2 separate regions of the Anser cygnoides genome follow, and region 1 is linked to region 2. Evidence: chromatin contacts called from public Hi-C data. All regions are on one chromosome and are shown on one strand. Each heading gives the region's core, a stretch centred on a gene start, on an enhancer-like site or on the middle of the called end of the contact. The rest is flanking DNA. Distances are from core to core; before and after follow the strand shown. Region 1 overlaps LOC106046650 (a long non-coding RNA gene). Region 2 holds the start of POMGNT2 (protein O-linked mannose N-acetylglucosaminyltransferase 2 (beta 1,4-)).

Region 1 (6,947 bases), core at 1,508-4,007, 230 kb after region 2:
CTGTACGTTTCAGGTGTTTAAAATAAATCGCACTGCACAACACCTCTCCACAGATACTGAAAGTAATGTTCAGTTGCTCACACAGAAAGCAAAACAGAACTGTTTCATCCCTCTCAAATACGAATTTTGTAAAATTCACATGCCTTGCACCTGCAGGTTGTTTAAGCCATCTGGCTGACCAAACTGTCCTCAGGTATGTTCACACCTCTATGCTAAAGGAAAAAGGCCCTGTATTGTCCCTGGCAGTACAACTATGAATTACACATAAGTCTATTGTAGGCATCTTTTTATGATGCATTTTGATATCAGTGTGTCTCCAGCTGGTAGCTGGTATCCTGAGATATGTAGCAGACCTTACTATTCAATATCTTAGATTTTTATTTGCACTGAATAACACTTTGTTCATGTTGGTTTTAATCCTGCAAAATTTATGCACATGCTTACACTGGTGCAGTAAAAACAGTCCTGCACTACGCTGTCATCGGTCTTCGCAAAATAATAATAAAAAAAATGAGCAGCTCTGAAAGTCTTTCCAGGTTTGGGTCCTAAAATTATTCTGGAAATGTGTGGTTACTTATGGTTTTAATGTGAGGAAGTTTATCCTTGTTTTATAGAGATTCTGCTTAGAACCTTCTGCTTTTTGTTTGAAGTTTATGCTTTTCTGAAGTTTATGTTACACCATAAACAATATGCTGTATTTTGTACACTGGAGTCACCCATGCGGAAAGATAATGTTCACAAAAAAGGATAACCTAGTCTTAAAAATAAATTAACATTTTTCCTTAACTTACAGATTGACCATTTTGTACAGGAAGAAATACGTGGAAATAATTTACCTGAAGAAATGGCAATTTGTGCTGTGCATTCCACTACATCTGCTATGAAGCAGTACGATAAGAAATACACTTTAGTCTAACAGTTCTAATGGGTAAGTGTATTCACCATAATAATTTCTAAGCTGTTCTACATTCAGAGTTGGATTATTGTAGCCAGTGAGTACCACAGTATTCACCAAGGCCAAATGCCATTCACATGAATTTGCCATTTGAGTGCATAATCAGGCAGTAACTCGTTCTCTAATAAACTGCATTAGTTCTATGTGTTAGTTTGTTGGTTTTTTTTGTTACCATCTTTGCACACAGTATCCCATTCTATATACTTCCTGACCTTTCATACATCTAGAGCCCCCCCAGTGCTATCTTTCTTCAAAAGCTACAGCACAGACCTCTTTTATTATGTGCTCAAGGAATAACTAAAGACAAATAGTGGCTTAGACCATGCCCATGCCTACACTAAAGGCATTTGCACCAATTCATAAATGAAGTGACATCAATCTGTGTTTATTTGGGCAAGGCGTTAATACACAGATCTGTGGGTATGGGAGTATGGGGGTGGATTAGTTGACCTATAAAGGTCCCATCCAGCTGATTTTTCTGTTTCTGTGATTTCTAAGAAGAGGGGGTGGAGGACAAACTAACAGATGGGAAGTATGTTTACTCTCTCTTGTTTTCAGATCTCGTATATCAGTGCCCAGCGATGCCAGCTGAATGTGGATTTGGGGGGGAGGAGTGTTGATGGCTTCAGCCCTCTTTATTTCTGCAGAGGGAAATAATATGAGTCTTTCAAAGTTTATTCCTCAATGACATTGTTTTGTCTTGCAGTTCGGAGTGCTAGACCATGAATCCCTTCTGCACCTAGAGAGGCATTTGTCTTTACAAAAAGCTCTATCTGAACAATTCATGACAGTTAATAAAGAAAGCACTTCGAGTCCTGACACACTGAATATTACACAGGTAAATCAGTCTTCAGAAGCTGATTGCAGACAAGTTCTTTCACAGGATACATCTTTCATTAGTGGTACTAATTGCTTGAATGCTAGACATCTACCGAAAGAGATGAGTAAAAGGAAAACAGAGTTACAGAAACAATAACAAAATGACATATGTAGGAATGACAGCAGGTGGTAGAGCCATGTGACATTAGATTTGCCAAGTACAATTTGTATTCTCTCAGGTTCTGTATTTTCTGCCAAATATTACCTTAAATTCTCAGAATCCAGGAGAAAAAAATACTTTTGTGTTCATTTTTGCACGGCATGTGGTAATATTTTCAATTGATAGTTTTAAGTATTGTTCTTTTAATATATTATATCTTCCTACTTACAGTCTGCTACTGATAAGCCTAATAACAAGAAACAAAAACATACCAGGTAGCTATTCAAAATGCTTTTAAGCACAGCTGCTTGGGCAGTCATGCTTGCGCTGCAGTGACTTCTTGCAACAAGTCAAAGGGACAGTAGCAACTTCTAAGTATAATAAAAGCAAGGTGCACTAGTATATGTATCAAGGTAATGCTTCATTAATGAGTGCACAGTGAAGAATATAAAAGCACATAACTGGATTTTTCTGAAGGCCATACTGACTTGGGAGGAATGTCAAAGCGCTCCACTTCCCATTATGTGCCAGAAGCGTTTTCTGCCTAGGCTTCTGTGCATCATGCCTGGTGTAAACCAGGCACGAGGGTGGTGTAAAAGGCTCCATCTGTTGTGCTGGCTCCAATCCACTTGGCAGAAGACAGAACCCATGAAAATAAGAGATGAGAAAAGGGAATTGTGAACCCACTTCCTCCTCTCCCCACTCTATCTGTCCCTGGTATGTTCTTCTCTAGGAGCAGGAGGAGCAGTGTCCTTGCTCTTGATTGCTTAAAAAAAAAATTAGGGGAGTTGGGGTGCTTCATGCATCTTGCTCAGCCCTGTGGTAACAGCACAGGGGCCATTCATGGTTTGGATTTGGAGGTTTACATTTCTTAAAGAAGCAAAATGTTTTCTAAAGAGTGAAAAAAAAACAAGAGTCATTTTACCACTTTGGGAACCAAGCATACACTTCCTGGTTGGTTGCTCTGCTCGTAGCTGGTTTCGTTTCTGTATTGAGAAAATGCCAGGCAAATAATAAATCAGGTTCAAGTTCAAACAGTGCTTGTAACAGTTTGTTGTAGCAAAACATTTCTAGATGATGAAATGTTCTAGGCAATGGGACTGCATGGACTCAGTCTCATCAGGAGGTTCTCATTGAGATGAGTACTGCTAGTTACAGGATTAGCCACCTGTGTAGAGCACCTGTACACCCTTAGCAGGGTCACAATTTATCAAGAGAATTCAGAACCTTTTCTTTGTCCCCATTACTTCCTAAGCAAAGCTTTTTCTCCAGAGTCATGGTAGCTCCTCTTTAACTCGCATGCAACATGATCACAAAATGAAGAGGCCCCCTTTACAGCCATATGAACCCATACCAAGGACAGACAGCTCTACACATTTCTTGTGAAGGTCAAACAGGAAAGGAAAGACCTGCTTGGTTGGAAGCACATCACGAGGCTGGGGAGAGACTCGGTTTCACTCTGAATAGCAATTCTTCCTCTCTTGTGAATGGAAAAAATGCAGAGCAATCTGGTATCGTATGTCCACACTGACATCTAGTGCTGAAAAAATTGCACTAGCCAGTGGGGAAGCAAAGAGGCAAAAAGGTGTTGGACTGGAATGAAAATTTTTAAAATATAGCAAAGCATCGCTTCTGCTTTATGAAAGTGACTGCCAGTGGGTGGCCCTCCCAGTGGGAAGGAGGTGTCCTGGCTCCATGAACCTGGGTGCTGTGGAGGCACCCCTTGGAGAAGCATCCCTTGGAGAAGCCCACAGCCAGATGCTCCATGTGGCAACCCCTTGGTGTCCCTGCAAACCTCCCTTCAGGACACGAGGAATCACGAGTCCGTTTTGCAGCCACTGGCACTGTGGGATTTAGCAGAGCAGTGCTGCCAACGGCCCAGTAATCTCGATTTTTTCAAATGAAGCCTTCACAGGTATAAAATGTTCTTACTTTCCAATCCAAGAAGAGAATTCAATTCCCTGGTAAATCAGAAAGCGTATCTCCCTCTCTAAGCTTTTTCTAGAGAAAGGGATCATTTGCTTAACAGTGGCTTTTAGTCGTTAATGTTCTCTTACCTCCCATTTCAGTACGAAGCATTCTTGTTGCTTTCCCACATGCATACAAAATTGCCCTTTGTAATATTTTGCTTTAAGGGCAGGCAGAGACTGAAAAACAAAATATTTGTGATTTTTCATTGTGATTTCTATCTACCGTGGGGAGGTAACAAGCAATAATAATGTACAGAATAATGAGTATTTTTCAATGTCAGCTGCCAGCATACTTCTTTTCCTGTCACCAGGGAAATTGTGAGATTAAAACCAAGTGCTCTGTGTGCTTCAGAAGTGATATATGCATGTCAGCGTTGGATAAATCATCAAAGGAGAAGAGCAAAAAGGACAGATCCAAAACCGCTGAGATCAATGGACTTTTTTTTTTTTTTTTTTTTTTTTTTTTTTTTTTTTTGTCCTCCATTGAATCCCATGAGCTTTGGATCAGGTCCCAGGGGAATGTCAGAGCTCTGCCAGCCCCACTGAGACGCTGCCGTCCAAACGCCGGCGTGCTGCTTGGCAAGCCCCAGCAGCAAGGTTCAGCAGCGGCTGGCAGATGCGTGCTCCACAGAGGGAATCCTCTTGTTCATAAACTGAATTTCCCAGCGGGACCCAGCACAGTGCGCTTCTTGTTTCTCTGCGTGGAGGCGAAGTGGGTCCTGACCTACCAGGCCCTGCTGCTCATGATGACATCCCTGTCCTCCAGAAGCCCTGTGCTGGGCTCTGTGGCACACTGGCAAGCTATCTCCTGCCGTTTGGTGCCACCTGAGAATACCTATTACCTCCTCTTCCCTCACAGCACAGCAAGCAGCAAAAGGCAGGATTTAGCCCTGAGTGCTTTGTGAGTGTGCAAGCCTCAGGAAGAAATATGGCTTTTATCCTGTCAGTAGTACCCTTCCCATCCTTAGAGTCAGAAAGCCCAAGTATTAAGGTGCAATTTCCTCTTTTAATTTTGAAGTTCTTTATTTTTTCTTGAATGATAATCACAAAGAAATAAGCATATTGCCACATCTAGGCTGCATTTTTTTTCCCATCTCTTGTAATCAACAACCATATGCGGATTTTAAAAAACATTTCAGATTCTTGTGTCTGGGATGGACAGATTGGGATGAGCAGGGAGGATTGGCAGGCCCAATTAGACAATGAGTAGCATAAGTAGCTGTCAAAAATAAGGATAGAGCAGGAGAAAGCATGTGGCATCTCTCACTAGATAAGCTGTAATGATTGGCATGTTCAGTCAGAAACATTCTTTTTTCTGATTTAATGGGGGCTTAGAGTAGTCTATAGATGAATTGTCTCACAGCTGAGACCATGCAAATCAAGCATTAAAAAAGTAGGGTTAGAGTCTGGTGTCAGTTTAAATTCCATTAATATCAGTGGAATCAGGCCAAATTTATACACCCAAATTTATAGGGTGCAAAACTTGGCCCATATTTATTATTAGAAGCAAAAGCAAGCAAAACTGCATCACATGTTGAGTATCTTCTTGTAACAAAAAGTAATACCAGAGGGAGAGAGAGAAGGAGGTAAAGAAGGAGAAGGGGAAGGGGATGGAGAAGAAGGAAAAGAACGAGGAGAAGGAAAGAGAGAAAGGGAAGGGGAAAGGGAAAGAAAAAAAATGTAGGAACTTAAGAAAATTCTCTGTTGAAATTTAAAAACATGCACAAAAATTTAGATCTATAGTAGTAACATTGAATTAAAACACTTCAACATTGGTGTCATCGTATCATGTCTTGTCCACCCTTTCCCTTGCAACGTTCAGGATGGCCAAAAGGACATTAACAGATTAAAGGTGACCAGGTTGCAGATTATATTTGGTGCAGCGATGGAACATCCAGAATAAGTACATTCAGCTGCCATCCTAAGCTTTTGGGAACGTTGCAGCATGTAACAAAAGCAATGCCTTTTTGGGTATGAAACCGGGCAGTAATGGATATAATCCCAGCTAGGAGCACTGACTTGCTTTGGACTACTTGTACGAAATCTGAGTTACGTTTTGGGGAGCAGTGGGTTAGGCTGAGTGGCAATAATTTGGTGTCATGTAATTAATATTAAATTCACACCAGTGGTGTGAGCGCCGGCTGCCGCTCAGGGAGGCCTGTGGGACCACCGCCGAGGCACAGCCTGTCCTCTTATTTACTCAGTGGCTCAGGGCTCTTACAAATCCCCCGGCTGGGGTGCAGGAACAGCTCTTGTAAAGGAGTCGCTGCTCTAGTAGGCTGTTTTACAAACAGTTGCTACCCGTGAGCAGGGTGTGACAGGATTTTGGCAGCGTATGGCCTCCTGCGGTAGCAGCTTAAGCCGAGGTGGCTGACACAGCCACCAGCCCTGCCGGGTCATGCTGCCCTTGTCCTAGGAGCTGGCACCCTTGCCTGGAGCTGCCAGAGGGATATGGAAAGCTCAAAAAATGTGACTGAAGCAAAGAGGAGGCCAGTCGTGAGCAGTGGTGCTGCAGGAGTTGCTGCCTGTCCCGTAACCCAGTCCCCCAGGAGACAGGGTGCAGTGGAGAGCCGTGAGCAGCCCAGCTTTTTTTGCTAAAAACTAAAAAAAAAAGTGTGTTGTTGAATCCAAAAATATTCACATCAAGAATTCTTTCCCAGTGGAAGAAGCTGGAAAGAGGGTGCAGTGCTTGGAGAGAAACAACATAGATCATGAAGAAGCTTGTCCTTGGTTTTCAGCTATCTGGTTTGATTGTTTGGGCAACTTATAAGTCACTTTGTTTCTTGTTGATTCAGTTCCTCCCTTTCCACCTCCTACCTCTTTATCATCTTGTCAGGTTAAAACACATTATGAATTGTAAGAAGCTCAAAGGGCAAGTTAAAAGAACCTTAATAAGCATGGAAGGTCAATACATTTTATACTGGATCCCGATGATAAGAAGAGCTTTGGAAATACAGAACTCTTACAGAAGTTATCCAAACAAATGCCATTTACACACGAACAAACACACACACACACACAAACGTTACTGATGCTAGGCTGC
Region 2 (7,227 bases), core at 4,551-7,050:
AGGAGTCAGATGGCTGAAGAGAAGATCTCCAAAGGACTGCTCAGCTCAGTGATTTTCAGATGTCAGCAGCTTATACTCCAGCCTGTGAACCAGTCTCAAACCCAGTGACATGGCCACCTGCTCAAACTGGGCATCCTAAAACATGTTCCGGCAGCAAGCGATAAATATTTTCCTGAGAGGTACAGATGGATACCTAGGAGCCACAACACAGGCATTAAAACAAAAAAAAAAAAAAGGAAAGCAAATATTCTGCTAATCACAAGTTGGCACTGCTAAAAATCCTGTCCCTGAAGAGCTCATGAATAAAGAGAAGGAGCTCTTAGGAGCAAGACACCGAGCGTGTGAAAGCAGAGGTGAGCCATATCTTTATTTGCTATCACCAGCTTGAAGAGTTAATCACTTTTTTGTTTTGGTACAAACACTTACATGCAGAAATAAAGGGAACTACCCCTTGGTGAAGGCTTTGTTTCATTAATTTATTAAAGAACAAATGCCATTGCAAGTTATCGCTTGCCTGTGTTGTTAGTTTTGTTTCTCTAACAGCAGCGGGAGATTCTGAAGGCCAGCTGATCCATCACCTTGGCACTTTCAGCAGTGACAAGTAAGCAGTTTTTCATTTAGCCTGCAAAATCAGGTGCTTAAGGTTTGGCAGGGACACATCAGCAGCTTTATCTGACCCCCTTGTCTGTATAAACTGGAATCAGACTTCACGTATGAGCAGCCTGCAGGAAGTGGGAGCAGGAACGGACGGGGCACATTACAACCTGCATGCGTTGCTAAATTATACCTCCTGATATGTACACAAAGTAGGTCAGACCGGCTGTATCAGCCCAGACCAAAGGTCCACATCCAAGCAGTCAGTCCGGCTCGTGACAGCCTGGCGAATAAAACGTGTGCATCTCACATTTATAGCAATGTCCCCTACCCCAGAGTATCCCTTGTGGGGTGCACAGCCCCGTGGGTGCCTGTCCCCACCTCAGTACCCCACATCCCGGTGTTGTCGTTAAAAACGGGCAGATCTCAGAGCACCAGAAATAGCGAAGCATCACCCGTTCAGTCACTGCGTGACGCGAGGTGCTAATAGTGATGAATCCTTCCTACCCAGACAAGAAGTGATTGATTTGAATAATTGCCTGGGAATATTCACATGGCACTCAAACACAGTCGCTGTCATGATTACCAATGTCTCTCTTCCTCACAGCAAGTCTATAATTGGCATGAGTGTCTCAGATAATTTATACAGCAACAAGATTTTCACACTTTCCCAGTTCTGGATAGTTGCTAATATTTCATGTGACAGTCACTTTATCATACAAAGGGAGCTTTCACAAGCTTTTGGCACATCTATCGATGCTGACTGTCACTGAGTTTCTCCATTTTCCCGTCTTTTTTATTCATTGCCACTAGTAACTACCTATTCCTTCTCTGTGTACTTAGTCACGGCATTAGGTCAGTTAAAGTCTTTTCCTTTCTTTAAGAGGAACACCTATTTAAAGTCCAAATACAACCCTGTCAACAGGGAAAAATCCTTATTTCTCAAGTTTCTCTAAATGAATAGCTAAATAAATGAAGTGTTTGCTTATTTAACTGTTCTCTATCCCCCCTAAAAAAGACGACTACTCCAAAAATAATCAGAAGTTGTCGCCACTCCATGATGAGCTAGGGAAGAGCTTCTCTCCCTTCAGCTGTGCAGCCTCTCCATTGCAGATGCCACGTGCTGCTCACTTCTCTGGTCAGTGGGACCTGATCGCTAGGGGCAGGAAACAAGACTGGTAGCTCTTCTTTTTGTTCTCTAATGAAATTACCAGATAGCCTTAACTGACCCCCCGTTTTGGGGCAGCCAGTGCCCTCCCCGGCATGCACACCAGCCACTTCAGTGCCTCAGGCTCAGCAGCCACAGCAGATTCTTTCTTTCTTTCTCTTTTTTTTTTTTTTTCCTCTTGCATGTGCTTGGTATCAGCACATGAAAATTGATACTGAGGGTAGGTACTCATCACTCTACAACTATTACTGGCTGTCAGGGACTCCAGAGAGTGGAGTCGCTGCTTGGATTTGCCAAATGAGAGACAGTTTAATGAGTCTTGGTCTTTGGAGGGAACAAAGCATCTAGCCCATCCAAACAAATTCATATACCTGAGGCAGAATGACATTAATATGTATCATTTCTTTAGTGAATTACATGAATTTGCAAGAGAGGTTTGAGGCATGTAGCACTTTCAAAATCCTTAGTTCTGCTCTCTCTTCTGTCTGCATTTTGAGGATGCCGAGCAAATGTGCGGAGCCTTTAGTCCCAAATGGTTTCACTGACGTTTTTGGCTGAAACGGTGCTCTTTGGCAGGATGATCAGGGAGCAGCACAGTCCATGGATGTCACTTATTACCTCTTACAAGACTTGAATCATTGGTGCTGATCCAAAATTGTTCGAGTTTTACGTACTGGCTGGCTGGCCCGCAGGCTCTGCTGAGCTGTGACTACCCTGCACACAAGCTGCCACATCCCTTGGCTTCACGTGAGTCCCCCCAGCTAATAATTTGCAAAGCTGACATTTAAAAAATCTGGGTGGCTCAATCCCAGGGGGATCCTGGCAACAACGTGTGTGAATGGTTCTCCCTGGCCTGGTGTATAAGGGTTAACAGCACAAGTGCCCACCAAATGTTTGTTTGTGCAGCACACACAGAAATGGTGAAAACTAGCAGAGAGTTGGACATGCATGAACTTTGCCAGAGAGAAAGGGGTCACTTGTGAATGAATATATTTTTTTCCTCCTCCAAGAGGAATTTACAACTCACTAAATCCCTCTCCGTGCTCCTGCAGGTAGCTGATGCTGCTTTGCGGCGAGGTCTTTCTGCCACGGAGGACTGCAAGCAGCCTGGGCAGCAGGGCTGTCTCGTCAGCCAGACCACTGCAGCGCTCCCTCCTTGCAGCAGAGGTCTGGAGGGATGGCATGCAGCCTGGCTGGGCTCTCTCTGAAACCTCAACACACAATGGCTCTGTAAAAATAACTAAAAGCAGCCTTCCTTTCCTCTCTACCATCTGGCAGCCGTCCATCTAAATCTTCGAGCCACTGGTATGTCTGTTCTCCACATCCAGCCACCGGGCCCTGTTCCCAGCACAGGTCAGCTCTGTCCAGATAATGGGCTGCACCTCAGGAAGAAAGCAGAGGGCACTTATAGCTTTCAACAAAAGTGCAGGGTGCTGTAAAACTAGCCTGCCATGGGGTCTAAGTGTCTACAGAGGTACCTGCTTGGTTTTATGAGTGATGTATTTATATACAGCTCTGATTTCCTCTTGATGCTCTGTCTTAATGTTAACTGTCCCCCAGTCGGAGGCAAAGCAAAAGCCTTCCTTCCCAGTCACTACAGAGAAGCTGATGGATCTGGCTGACTTCAGCTGAAGGCTTGGAGTGCTGCAGTCCCGCTTGTTGATGCTCGTGAGCAGGCACATCACACATCAGTGGCTCTGCTGGACGGGGGTGGCTGCTGGGATCAGGCCTTCTATTATTTTCTCATTAAAAGAGGTTGCACATATAAAGGGAGCTAAAACCCAAGCACAAAAGGTGAAGAATGAAATAGAAACATTTCAAAGTTTGCCTTAGGTTGGAGCTACTGCTCTGTCTATTGGGCTGTAAAAGGCAGCTCAACGATTCTAGCTCCTAATTGCGGATCCATCCTCTGCCCACGTCTCTGAAAGCTGCTTCATTCCTTGAGCAGTCCTGTTGGGGTGATTTGGGTGTAGCGGTACTGTGCTGGCCCTTGAGCTCAGGCCAGGCCTCTGGCTGCTATTACAATGAGTGACAGTGTCCTGCAGGTCCATGTCACATCTACCAGCCTGGCACAGACATTTCAGGCAGCCAGAGCTGCCTCAGGTGGCACCAGGCACCCATGTCTGGGCACGGAGGTGACTGTCTCCTCTACCAGCATATTCACGTTGCTTTCACTAGGTATCCCCTGTAAAACCTTGTGTTTGGGAAAACAATTCCCTCCCCCTTACAGGTGACAAGCTTAAACATCATATCAGATTAGTCTACAAGCTTGATATTCCAGGAATAATGAACAAACTATTTTGCATGAAAAGTTTATCAGATTATACTCTTTTCCTACTGCAAATTATTCTGAAACAGACATGGCAGTAAATCACTACAGTCCTATGAATATTTCACACAAACATGTTTCAGCCTATGGGTGGATTTTTTATTTTTATTTTTGAATGATTATGTCTGTATCTTTGGCCATTCATTGTCTGTAGTACGTGACTGGCCACTTAATTCAAATTGGTGTAATGTCTGGCTTTTTGACTGGTTCATTAAATACTTCATAACAAGGAGGAAAAATAGCACTGCAGATGACATTTCTGTGAATATGCAAACAGGTATTTGTGAAATCTTAGTTTCCAGAAGAGACTTCTACTCGCAATGCTTTGGGGAAATTAATAGAGAACTGTAAACATTGTTGAAATAAATAGTTAGGTTTTATTCCAGCAAACGTTAATGAAAATGATTATGATGATTATTATTCCTTTGCACCGTTGCTTAGTTGTAAGGATGTAGATCTAACATTCTGAAGTCCCTTTAAGACTGGAGTATAACTCAGAAACCTAATGAGAAAGTCAGTAGATGGGATCTCTTGCAATAGATTTCATTAGCGTAATAGTTCCTGAACAAATCTGGGAAAACGAATCTCAAAAGCCTGATGCTTGCCTTATCAGGCCATGGGAGGTCAACGTTAAAATTTGTATAGACTTTAATGAAGTTATATTTAGTGCAGCAATGAGCATTTCTGAAAACCCTTCGTTCTCACGTATATCTCCTATAACACGAGATAGTTATTTGGATCGTTAGCTACAAAAATTTGCAAGACAGGAAAAGAGACCGGCAGAAGGAGTGCTGAGCTATTAAATTTGATTTTCCCCAAATGACTCTCCGCTTTTCAGGGGCAAACATTTCAACGGCTGAGTTTTACATTATTTCCTGAACATGGTTAGCAGTCCCGTCACTCTGGGAGTATTTAATTATGCACACAAACGCTAGCTAACGTGAAAGATGCTACCAAGCCATTAATTGCCCTTCTCTTCCACTTAGAGGACTGTGTGGGTGTGGAAACGGAAAGCTCCCATGACAAATAAAAAGCCTCGGTGCAGGGAAAGACAAAAGTCCCGCTGGCTTTGAGAGGAGCAGGGTCATGCACAGATGCTGAATGCATAAATGTACGTGTGCTCGGCTGAGTCTGGCTTTTGTGCTGGTCTCTGCGTGCTCTCAGCCAGCTGTTCAAGCTGTGGCAAGCTCCAAATCGCAGTGGCGAATCCTGACCTCACTAAAACTCCCTGTGGGACCTACTGTCACTTTCCGCGGTGGAAAGGAACCCTCCTGTAGTAAAGATACCTGTTACGGGTCAGATTTTTCTGAGGTTTGAAGCTGGCTATGCTTAATAAAGAGGGCTGCCCTCTGGTTTAGCACGGAGCAGAGGAAAGCAGGAGGCCGGCGTGCGGGCAGGGAAAAGGGCCCTGAGGAACACAGCGTGGGAAGGCAGCGGCAGGGATGCTGAGAAACGAGGTGGAAGTTGGAGATGTGAGGAAGAGACGAGGAGTGAAGAGGAAGGGGCACCTGCTCCGGGCTGTGGAAAGGAACACCCATGACAGCCCCGCAGCACCACACAAACCCCATTACCAACCCCAGAAAGCTGGCAAAAGAAGAAGAAGAAAAAAAAAAGGCAAAACAAAAACAAGACAGACGGAGAAGCAGCACGGGGCCTGCCCTGTGAGGGAGCGGCGCACTACAAGCCCCACAACGCCTTTCGGGCCGCGGGCATGCGCCGCCGCCGCCACCGCCACCCCGGGGCTCCACAGCGCGGCGGGCGAGGGGCCGCCGCCTCCCGCTGCCGCCGCCGGAGGGGGCGGTCGGGGCGGCACGGCACGGCGGGGCTGGGCCGGAGGCAGCCGCCGAAGGCAGGTGAGCGGGCACGGCACGGCACGAGGGGGCAGCCCCGGGCAGGGCTGGGTCGGACGTGGAGCCTCGGGAGGGAGAAACCTGGGGCTGGTGGGTGAGGGGCTCGGGAGGCGGTGGCGGCTCCAGGCACGGCCCCGGGGCTCTCTGCCTTCCCCGGGCAGCTGTAGTCGGGAACCCCCCCCTCCGCCCCGGGGGCCTGGCTTGGGGTTCGCAAGCTCGCCAGCCCCTCTAAAGTTGGCCCCGGTGGGTACAGGTGCTGGATGATCCGCCTCCTTCCCCTCGTTCGTTACCGGGTGCTGGGTGCGCGGGGGGAAAAGTTCGTGGTGCGGGTGCCGTTGGGAGCACATGCACGTTCTCAGCTCCCGCTCATCAGCCCGCTTCTCAGCGCCCGAGCTTCGTCCTTTCCCCGGTGGTTAACCTCGCGCCCCAGTGTGCCGTGGAGGTAATGGCTGCTGCCTCCAAACAGCCTGGAGAGACGCGCTCTTGTGTGGCGGTGGTGGCAATAACGCCGGGGTCTGAACAACCCGGGGAACATATCGGTGCTTTCACGCCAGCGCCGTAGTTGGGTAACTGTTGACAAACGCTGACTTCTTAACGGCGGTTGCTGATCCGGGGGGGACGCGTTGGCTTGGGTAATGAAAGCGTAACGGCTCCCTTTCACAGCAGCCTCAGAGCCTAAAGCGCTTGACCCTATGGGTGGGCTCGTTAGCTCGAGCCTGGACGTGGCTGGGAACCAGAAGAGCTCCCAGACACGTCCGATGGGTGCTAAGGCATCGGCGGTGAGACAGGCTGCTCACTGCGCGGTGTCCTTTCCAAAAACGTGGTGGGTACCAAATTCGGGAACTAGATCTAGGAAGCCTGCCTCGCGGTCTGCTGTTCTGCAAAAGCACGTTTTGAGTGGTTTGTCATTTCGAGATGGTGGTTCTGCTGTTTTAACTAACTATCGTCGAAGCTGGAGTCCAGCCCCCAATGTTTGTGCCGTGACACAGACCCTAGGTACCTGGTTAACGTTTTGGGACCAGTTACCTAGAGCCCACTCTCTATTAAGCAGTGTGCAAAATGGATCGGCTCCACGGGCATTTCTTTCCCATTATGTTTTCAAGCTCCTGAGTCACATCTCGCTATGAGCTTAGTGAGGTGCCCTGAAATCGTCTGAAAATTGGGCGTTCTCGTCCCCATTGTTCTCTGTCTTAAAATTGTTGCTTTAAAGTCTTTTTTTAAGTGCTGTTGGTTTAAACAGTTCCCTGTGGCAGCAACCCCAATTCAACTACTGCTCCTCGGAGTTT

What was found. A called contact is a pair of places that touch in the nucleus more often than the background predicts.
Region 1: a Hi-C map of liver shows a contact between it and region 2, with 1.8 times the contacts expected there. The contact joins the enhancer-like site here to the promoter of POMGNT2 in region 2. A contact is called at or near these places in 2 of 7 Hi-C or Micro-C datasets (granulosa cells and liver).

Annotation. Positions count from the first base shown.
Region 1 is chr2:45,097,189-45,104,135 of Taihu_goose_T2T_genome, forward strand. LOC106046650 (a long non-coding RNA gene) reads left to right here. Exons shown (of 4, transcript XR_010829245.1): 3 at 794-928; 4 at 1,662-1,942. Among named protein-coding and RNA genes, the nearest start is that of ZNRF2, 6.7 kb to the left of the region's middle. Within about 2 kb of position 2,758, at least 1 of the 3 cell types and tissues checked has open chromatin away from gene starts, as enhancers often do. A contact at or near this core is called in liver, where this site is marked.
Region 2 is chr2:44,864,366-44,871,592 of Taihu_goose_T2T_genome, forward strand. It overlaps POMGNT2 (protein O-linked mannose N-acetylglucosaminyltransferase 2 (beta 1,4-)), which reads left to right and starts at 5,801. Exons shown (of 3, transcript XM_048078016.2): 1 at 5,801-5,944.